Linked DNA regions of Astyanax mexicanus: region 1 is linked to region 2. The links are chromatin contacts, called in public Hi-C maps. All regions are on one chromosome and are shown on one strand. Each heading gives the region's core, a stretch centred on a gene start, on an enhancer-like site or on the middle of the called end of the contact. The rest is flanking DNA. Distances are from core to core; before and after follow the strand shown. Region 1 overlaps utrn (utrophin). Region 2 holds the start of utrn (utrophin).

Region 1 (4,855 bases), core at 1,988-4,487, 110 kb before region 2:
TATTAAATAGAAAAAGGCCCCTACTGAGGTGTTTAGCATGTTAGCTAATCACATTTAACCTTACTGTCAGTCCAACATCAGTCGCTCGGCTTCTCTTTCTCAGAAACAAGTTTTTATCCTTAATTTTAATTGCAGCTCTCTGTCTTGCCAACAGCAGTAGCTTGCTAAGCTAATGCTAACCAGCTTCTCACTCCTGGCTCAAAAACATCTGTAATGATCAGACTGATCATTTAAGATTTATTAAATTAATTCATTGTTCACTTAGTCTGTGACCCTGTGACTGAACCATAACCATTATTTATTGAGACGGTATGCCAGTATAAAAAAAATTGGATACTGTCCAACCCAAACCTCATGTGTCTCATACTGTAGATCAATCAATCCCAACACTTGTGGTCCCACTTTGTAGGACTGGGAGTTCTCATTTAAGCTGGCTTTATTACCCCAAAACATCTCCCTGTTGCTAATTAGCCAATCAGCTGGGTCAGGTCTGTTAGAAGCAGTGTAAACACTAGTGAATAGGCCAAGGGGGTTTCAGGATCAAGATCAGGAAGCACTGCTGTAGATGAACAGTTTAAAGGTACATTCTGTAGGAAAGGAGAGCGAGTGTGTGAAATAGCTGCAGCAATCCAATTTCAAAACACCACAGAGAGTTGTCTGCCCTGCCCACCCCTCCCCAGACTCAAAGCTCACTCGGGTTGCCAAGTTGAGGAGACATCTATACAATCTACACAACCTAGAGCAAGACTAGTTCAGTAACTTCTACTATGGCAAACAACGACGAGTCATTCTCTGTAATTTAGTCAGCTAATAAATATGTTTGGAGTGTTATTATTGTTGGTACATTTTAAACCGGCTCATGTGAACTTTATCAGTAGTTAGCTAACGTAGCTTTATGCACCACTAGCTGTGTTAGCCTAAGCCAAGCCTTTTATACTGCAAAAATACACACCCCAAAGCTGGAGATACTACTTTACAGGTCCTAGTAATAAACTGTTTAGACTGGGCAGAGAAACTTTCGAACTCACTGGTAACATTTACTCTTGTTTTATTCCTTTTTTGGTCACTAAATTTTTCTAAGACGTGCTAAGGCTTTTTAGGCTGTGTAGCAGCTAAGGTTTTAGCTGAACCAGCATGCTTAGTAGCTTCCATGCTGCAACACCACTCGCTCACTGTTGTGTATGGACAAACTCGGGGGTAAATTTTGTGTTGGGAAACGAGTAGCAGGCGAAGTCAGAAGACAAAACCAACACAGATACCCGGGATGGACTTCACAGTCCAAATAGGTTGACAAGAGCTGCCATTGCTTTCATTTAACATGTTTCCTTAATATTTCATGATACATCCTGATCATTTTATCATTTACTACTGAAAATATAATCTGTAATGGTCCTTCAAACCAGCATAATCTGATGTGTGTAAAGGTGGGTGATTTTGGTGTACCTCCAGTGCCTGGTTGACAGCTTCAGTGTTCTCCGGCAGGTTCTCCGCAGCCTGCAAGTTCTCCTCCAGACTGTTCAACCAGCCAGACTCCACATCTAGATACTGCAGAAGCTCAATCCAGCACGACCACACCTCCTGCACACACACACACACACACACACACACACACACACACACACACACACACACACACACACACACACACACACACACAAACACACACACAGACACACACATCAGCTGCTATTCTTCTACAAACACACAGAAACATCTAGAACTGTCAAACTGTATCATATCGTACCTCGAGTGTGTGGCACTTGCTCTTGAAGCGATCACACAGTTTGTGGTAGTTCTTCAGCACCTCAGTCAGCTCACCGCTCAGGTCCTGACCACCAGGGGGCGCTTTACTCATTAACACATTAATACTGTCCTTCAAAATCTTCACTCGCACCTCCTTCTGTAGCACATCCTCTTTAGCCCTCTATAATAAAACCAAAATAAACAGATGTAAAGAGGTAAATCACCTGTAGACAAACATTTTTCATGCCATTCTGACACCCAAACATATACAAGATGTTGGTCATTAAAATGCATTAGAAAGGGCTGCATGACTTTGTGATGTATTATTAACATTGTCTGCAATATGTATTTCAATATTGCAATATATCATTAAAATATCAAATGTACTGGGCATATTTAAACTGAAGGATGTACGATATATTGAACATATTGAAGCATCATGATTTTTTTTTTAGTTTTGCAATACTGTAACAATTTTTAAAACACATGTGTTTTGGACTCTAATATTTGTTCCTCCCTGTTCCTCCACTGTGTATAAAGACAGTTACAATTGGAATTGTATATATGTCTTTTATATTTATATAGCTAGTTCTTTATATTTATTTAGATTTAGAAGCTCCTGTATTTGTCTCCCATTATTGCTGTTAAAGCTATTTCGAAGTTCAGTGCTTAAAACAATAAATATATGTTCAAAAACTATGTGTACTGAGTGGTCATTATGCATTTTTTTATAGTTAGTTTAAAGTAGTAACAGCCATTTTATTTTTTTTTTTTTGAGCCAATGTAAAATAATCAGTCACTTTAATATTAAAAAAATAGTTGCATTAAGGTCAAGATTTCGCATTAAATTAAATTGACTATTTGTGTTGCATTAATAAAGACAATATATTTTTTTTTTATTCGTGACAATTAAAAATAATTGAATTGTTCCAATCTAAAACAATAGCTTGCACAGAGTAAAAAGTGAATAAATTTTTTAATCCATTTTTTTATATATTGAGCCAATAACAAATTTTGTGTGATCGATTAGTTTATTTTTATTACATTTAACCAGTGCTTAATTTTTTTACAGTGTAGTTTTAAAATTTTAATAATTAGTTAACATGTACATATTGGTGGTAGACAGTGATTCATTTTGTGTTGGTTTAAACCCCGCCCACCAGATAGCAGAGCTGTACTCTGCTGTCAGATCCCAATGTTCTGATTGGATAAACACACGCAGGCTTGGGAATGACTGGTTACAGGTTTGATCCCCATGACCAGCAGCAGGAAGTGGGTGCAGTAGGAGTGAAGGAACAGTGTTTTCTCCTCTGTAAACCTTTAAGGCTGAGATATCTTTAAACAAGGCATCTCTCAAGCTCTAACCCCGAAACCCTGAGTGATGCTGCCCTCCCCCCGTCAGTGTTTTCATACCTTCATCTCTTGCAGAGCCTCCTCCAGTTCCTCCGGGCTCTTGTACTCAAAATCTCTCATGAGGAACTCCTCATCCACCTGCGTCATCCACTCTCGCATCTCCACCAGGTCCTTCCTCAGGTTCAGCGCTCTCTCCTGACTTTCACTCACCTGCTCCTGCTGCTTCAGCAACTGCTCAACCAAGTTTCAGAGAGGTAAAAGAACGGTCATGTGACATTTTGCAGATTTTCTGAACAGTAGAAAAATCCAAAAATACTCTTTTTTCATGCATTCTAAGGATTTCTCCATGGTTTCTCAAAAACATGCAAAATCATGCAAATATGGTGTAACTGCATGATCACAGTGTCTATTCTCAGCAGATCCACTGATGGCATCAGTGATTGACAGATGGACAGAAATGAAAGTACTGCAGTGACAGGCCATGCTCTTCCTCACCTCTTTGCTGAGCGTCTCCCAACGTTTCTGTCTCCCATCGAGCTCCTCCTGCCCCCACGTGGCCAGTCCTGATACTGCACTCTGCTGCACCGCTGCAACGTTTTCTCCCATTTGTTTCAAAGAAGACTCCACCGTCTCCATCTCTCCCATACATTCCTATGAAGATGGAGAGAAGATAAAATATGTACAGTCATATATAAACTTACCTAATGCCTGAAGATGTTTTTTTTTAGTTTAGCACTGGTGTTATAAGAAAAGAACTGGTAATGGAAGCAATATGATACCCAAACAATAAGCAATGTTCAATTAATTAATTCATTAATAATTAAGCTTAACCTCTTAACGCGCCAGGGGTGGGCAATTCATTTTCCCAAAGGGCCTCATGAGACATTGCAACGGTTTTAGAGGGCCGAACTAATATACTTATTTCAGTTCTGCACAATACATATATATATATATATATATATACACAGTAGGCCTATACAGCATTTATAATAACTCTTTCATTTACAGTTGTTTATAAAAAAAAAATATTCATTAACGTGATTCATTAACGTGGTGGTTCAGTTTAGAAATCCATATATATTTTCATTGTTTTAACATTGATTTAACTTAATAAAAAACTGTAAATGAAACACTACAGCAATGCAATGAAAATGTAACTTTATACAAAAAAAAAAAAAAACGCAATAAATGCATTTGCATGTTTGTTTTGCCTCAGTTCTAGCCTGTTTTGGGTTTGGATAAGTGCAAAGTCAGACTGAATATCTGAAAAAGTGTGGAAACGTGAAGAACAGCACACCATTGTTAAATATGTTTTATAAACAACTGAATATAGATTTTGTACAGATAGTTTGGTAACCCATTACTCTAAAAGGATACAGTAATATCACTTGCAACACAGATCTGGAATACATGAGAAAGAGATCCTTAAGAATTTTTCAGTATTATTACTGGAAACATACATAATGAACACAATTAAGACTGTTACACAATGTTCAGCGGTTATGATTTAATAATCATTCGATTTGCTTATTTTATAGGACATTATATTTAGTTTATAGAACTTTATAGGATGTTTATAGAAACATTTCTAAAATGTTACACTGTTCTACAGATAGGTAGTTGTGTTTCTGTTGTATATTGGATTATTAAAACTGGAAAATTATGATTTATTTTTAGCTATAAAATTAGTTTCTGTTCCATTTTCAGCCTCTGCTCCTCCGCTGTCCATGCAGCACTCGTAATACACTGTTTAGACATG
Region 2 (4,840 bases), core at 1,225-3,724:
TTACAGTCCTAAAAATTAGTAAGTAAAGTAAGTAGTATGAAGGCAATCACACATCTTATGTACTGTTATTTTCAGCAGATCCTAGGCTTCTCAAAAGTGTCTTCAGTACATGTGTGAACATTAAGTGGATAAACAAACCCAAGTCATGAGCCAGTGTTTTATATATATATAAAAAAAAAATAAAAAAAAAGTTAGTAGTGTTTAACTGAGCATACAAGTAAACTGGGTGTTATGGTGAACCCAAGGCAGCAGAGCCAGTGTTTCACGAAGAACCCAAGGCGGCAACATTTACAAGAGTACATCTGTCAAGATTGTTTTAATTTATGTACCCTAGGTGAATAGAAGTTTTAATGGTTTATTACTACATTTATTCTTTTAAAAGTTAATAAATTAATTATTCATTGGAAACATTTGTCACACGTGAAGTGGAAGAAGAACTTAAGTCAACAGTCACTGTTAAATAGAGAATCCAAGCAAACAAATCTTATTTAATCCTAAGGCAGCAGCAGCCAGTGTTTCACGGAGAACCCAACGCAGCAATGTTTACTTGAGAACCTCTGTCGAAAGTGTTTCATTCTATGGAACCTGGGCTAATTTTATACGTTTATTTTACATTTCTTCTCCTAATTTTCTTAATTACTAAGTATTCATGGGAACACCATGGGTCACATTTTAAGTTAATAAAGAACCTCACTGCTTAATATAGAACCCAAATTCCTAGGCCAATTTTCCGGAATGTTGTGATGGTTGACTGTGTTCATTCTCCTAAACATAACATTCTCCTAAAAAGTAATTATAGTAGACAGTCACACATATGTAGGTAGAAGATCCTAGGCTTCTTAAACATGTCTTCACTACAGATGTGAAGATTATGTAGATGAAGAACCCAAGACATGAGCCAGTGTTTAATGGAAACCTGTTAGCAGTGTTTATCTGAAAACCCATCTGGGTTTAATGAAGACCCAAAGCAGAAACACTGGCTCTGCTACTATGGGTTCTCCATGAAACACTGGCTCTGCTACTATGGGTTCTCCATGAAACACTGGCTCTGCTACTATGGGTTCGCCATGAAACACTTGCGCTGCTGCCTTGGGCTTTCCACAAAACACTGGCTATCCTGCTATGGGTTCTCCATGAAACCCTGGCTATGCTGCTATGGGTTCTACATAAAACACTGGCTCTGCTGCTATGGGTTCTCCATGAAACCCTGGCTATGCTGCTATGGGTTCTACATAAAACACTGGCTCTGCTGCTATGGGTTCTCCATGAAACACTGGCAATGCTGCTATGGGTTCTACATAAAACACTGGGCTCTGCTGCAATGGGTTCTCCATGAAACACTGGCTCTGCTGCTATGGGTTCTCCATGAAACACTGGCTCTGCTGCTATGGGTTCTCCATGAAACACTGGCTCTGCTGCTATGGGTTCTCCATGAAACACTGGCAATGCTGCTATGGGTTCTACATAAAACACTGGCTCTGCTGCTATGGGTTCTCCATGAAACACTGGCAATGCTGCTATGGGTTCTCCATGAAACACTGGCTCTGCTGCTATGGGTTCTCCATGAAACACTGGCTCTGCTGCTATGGGTTCTCCATGCAACACCGGCTCTGCTGCCTTGGGTTCTACATAAAACACTGGCTCTGCTGCCTTAGGCTTTCCACAAAACCCTGGATTTGCTATCTTGGGTTCTCCATTAAACCCAGTTGACTTGGGTTTTCCATTAAGTGGATGCAGAACCCAAATCAACAGCCATGAACAGTGTTTCATGGAGAACCCTGGTCAGCAGTGTTTAGTGGAGCACCTCTGTTTAGAGTGGTTGATGGAAACCGCCAATATGTAACTTAATGACTTGGAGCACTGAAAAGAAAAGTTCTGAGAAACTCTTTCAATAACCTTCATTTGCTCGCGCTGTTTGGGTTTAACGCTCATTATTGATCAAACAAACATGTTTATCCTGATTTTTGTTTAATGTTTTCTTTTTAAACTGAGTTATTTAGGTTAAGTTAAAGACTGAAACCAAACAAACACACGCGGTCTTACCTTCAGTGCTGCTGCCGAGTCTCAGTCAGAGTCTCCCATGCGACTCAACAGGTCAGCAGCGTTAGAGGAGCAGCAGCTGAAGCGGGAGTGTGAGATCTCACTGAGTCATTTTAAGCGTGTTCGGGTGGGTTTGAGGCCATTTCCAGAGCTCCAGAGCTCACTGAGTACTGAGCGCTCCCTCCTCCTCCTCCACGTCTGCGCTCCACTTCTGCATTCAGCGCTTTTCCTCACTGTTTGAGGAGGAGGATCAGAATGTGCTCCGGTCTGAAAGTGTGATTAATCCGGAGAGTTGAGGCTGTAATCCCGCAGCGGTGGGTCAGTAGTAGTGATAGTAGTGATAATAGTGATAGTAGTGGATCAGAGTTTCTGTGTGAACTCCTGAGCGGAGAAGCGCTGCTGAAACTTGTGTGTGCGCTGAACTTTGTTCCCAGTGTTACACTCCCCCCCCCTCTACTCCTCCCTCATCCTCCTCCTTCTCTCCGCGCCGCCCACTGAAATAACAGAAAAAAAGAACTGGAAACATGGCGCGCGCGCGCCTCGTCACGTGACTGCCGGTGTGCTCCACGGGCGCGTCCACGCGCGTTCCCGTCACCCATTCATTCAGTACATGCAGGCTGTGTCCCAGCTGTTTACTGTACACTGATACTGTAACACACGAAGCACCATAGGTGCAATCACGCTAAAAAAAATAAAATAAATAAATAATAATAATAATAATAATAATAATAATAATAATAATAATAATAATAATAATAATAATGTGTGGCCACGACTTATTAAGGCATGGGAATTAGATCCTAATACGTGATAATGATATAATTAAGTTGTGGCCATGACTTAATAAGGCATGGGAATGAGATCATAATTCATGGAAATGAGAAAATTAAGGCATGTGAATGAGAAAATTAAGTTGTGGCTATGACATATTAAGCAGGTGAACGAGAACCTAATGCGTGTCTGGGACTTATTAAGCCCTGGGAATGAGATCCTAATGCATGGGAATGAGATAATAAAGGCATGTGAATGAGAAAATTGTGGCCACAACTTATTAAGGAGTGGGAATGAGATCCTAATATGTGGGAATTAGATAATAAGGCGTTTGAATAAGAAAATTGTGGCCACAACCTATTAGAATCATATTAGGATATCATTCCCACGCCTTAATAAGTCCTGGCCACACCATAGGATCTTATCCTATGGTGTGGCCATGACTTATTAAACAACCTAATTAACAACCTATTAAGGTTAACAAGATCCTAACGTGTGGGAATGAGATCATGAAGGTGTGTGAATGAGATAATTAAGTCGTGGCCATGACTTATGGGAATGGATAATTAATCAGCAGCCAGATAATAATAAACCCTGATTTTTTTGTAAATTAATGCCCATGAAGAAGACTGAATATTACACCAAAGCTCTAAATCAAGGATAATCTTTAGTACAAAAATGGAAAGTACACTGGTTTCTTTTTATTTTAATCTCGGAATAAATGATGGTGATATTGAGGAGTCTCTTGCAGTAAGACATGGAATAATACTAAGTAAAAGACACTTAATCCTCATACTAAAAGCTAACAGGCTCAGACGCAGACAGTATGCAGACCAGTTAAATTTTCATAGGCTGATTTTTGTCAATGGATTAAAACATTATTTATTTCTTTGTTGGAAATTTGATCTATTTATACATTCCACATTTTAAATCAATGATTTTTCAGAAACGTGTACCTTCAATAATTGATGCATTTCAAACTAAAATAAAACCATGTTTACGTGATTTATACTGAATATTACTTACTATATAAAATAAAATCATTTTCGGTAAAGTTTCATGTGATAAAAGAAAGAACACAGTAACATGATAATACTTTTTTAATCGTTTATTTTCAAAACAATACACATTCAATGTCACAGAATTGCAATACATTTAGCTCTATATGTTATATAAAATATTTAATATGTAAAATATTTAAATGTACACTACAACTACGTACTACCGTGATATATTGGTCATAGCACTTGATCATAATAAACACATATACATGTACCTTTATTGCATAATTAGCGTTTATTTGGTTAAAAATAACAGATAATAAAATAGGTTGTATACGAAGATTATGATCATTTAAGATTTAATCAAGTTTTTTGAAACCCTTCTATAAAAATCCCATGTTTCAGTACGTCTGTTTCTACATGCAGCAACTAGGTACACTGAAGGCTGAGTGTAATAACGTTGACCTACCAATAGGAGGCAGTGTGTGAGCGTCTTATTTACATTTAAAAAGTCCCTGCTAATCTGAAAAGCTCAGTTTAAGACCAGCTTCTTATAGTTGAAGCCAGTTTCTTATGGCAAAGACTAGTATTTTATGATCAAATGAACAACCAAAAATCCAAAATCAGTGGTTTCACTTCTGCTACTGTTTAAATGTGGATTAAAATGAATAAAAAATTATTTACCAGGAGTGGGGTTCGAACCCACGCGGACATATGTCCATTGGATCTTAAGTCCAACGCCTTAACCACTCGGCCATCCTGGTAAACGTATACGGCTTCTGTAGCACAAGGTCCTTTAAAGAAATGCTGATACATTTAATAAATAAAGCATAGAATGACACACCGAATGGAATGACACACAGAATGAGACAAGGGCAGAATCATTTCCTTATATGGAAATGTCAAGTCGGAGCTTCAAATCAGCTCTTAGCGTTCACGAGCTCCATACACCATAAACACTCTCGCGCGCCAACAGAATAACAGTGTTGACTTGCTTATTCTACAGTATGGACACTCTTAACAGAGAA

Evidence for each region. Hi-C and Micro-C count contacts between places; a contact is called where the count stands out from the background.
Region 1: a Hi-C map of muscle shows a contact between it and region 2, with 11 times the contacts expected there. The contact joins the enhancer-like site here to the promoter of utrn in region 2. A contact is called at or near these places in 2 of 3 Hi-C or Micro-C datasets (both in muscle).

Annotation. Positions count from the first base shown.
Region 1 is chr13:12,802,518-12,807,372 of AstMex3_surface, reverse strand. It overlaps utrn (utrophin), which reads right to left. Exons shown (of 77, transcript XM_049463002.1): 25 at 3,592-3,747; 26 at 3,157-3,327; 27 at 1,745-1,924; 28 at 1,444-1,578. Among protein-coding and RNA genes, the nearest start is that of utrn, 110 kb to the right of the region's middle. Within about 2 kb of position 3,237, the one cell type or tissue checked has an H3K27ac peak away from gene starts, as active enhancers do.
Region 2 is chr13:12,695,614-12,700,453 of AstMex3_surface, reverse strand. It overlaps utrn (utrophin), which reads right to left and starts at 2,474. Exons shown (of 77, transcript XM_049463002.1): 1 at 2,044-2,474. trnal-uaa (transfer RNA leucine (anticodon UAA)) reads right to left here and starts at 4,576; the gene lies at 4,494-4,576.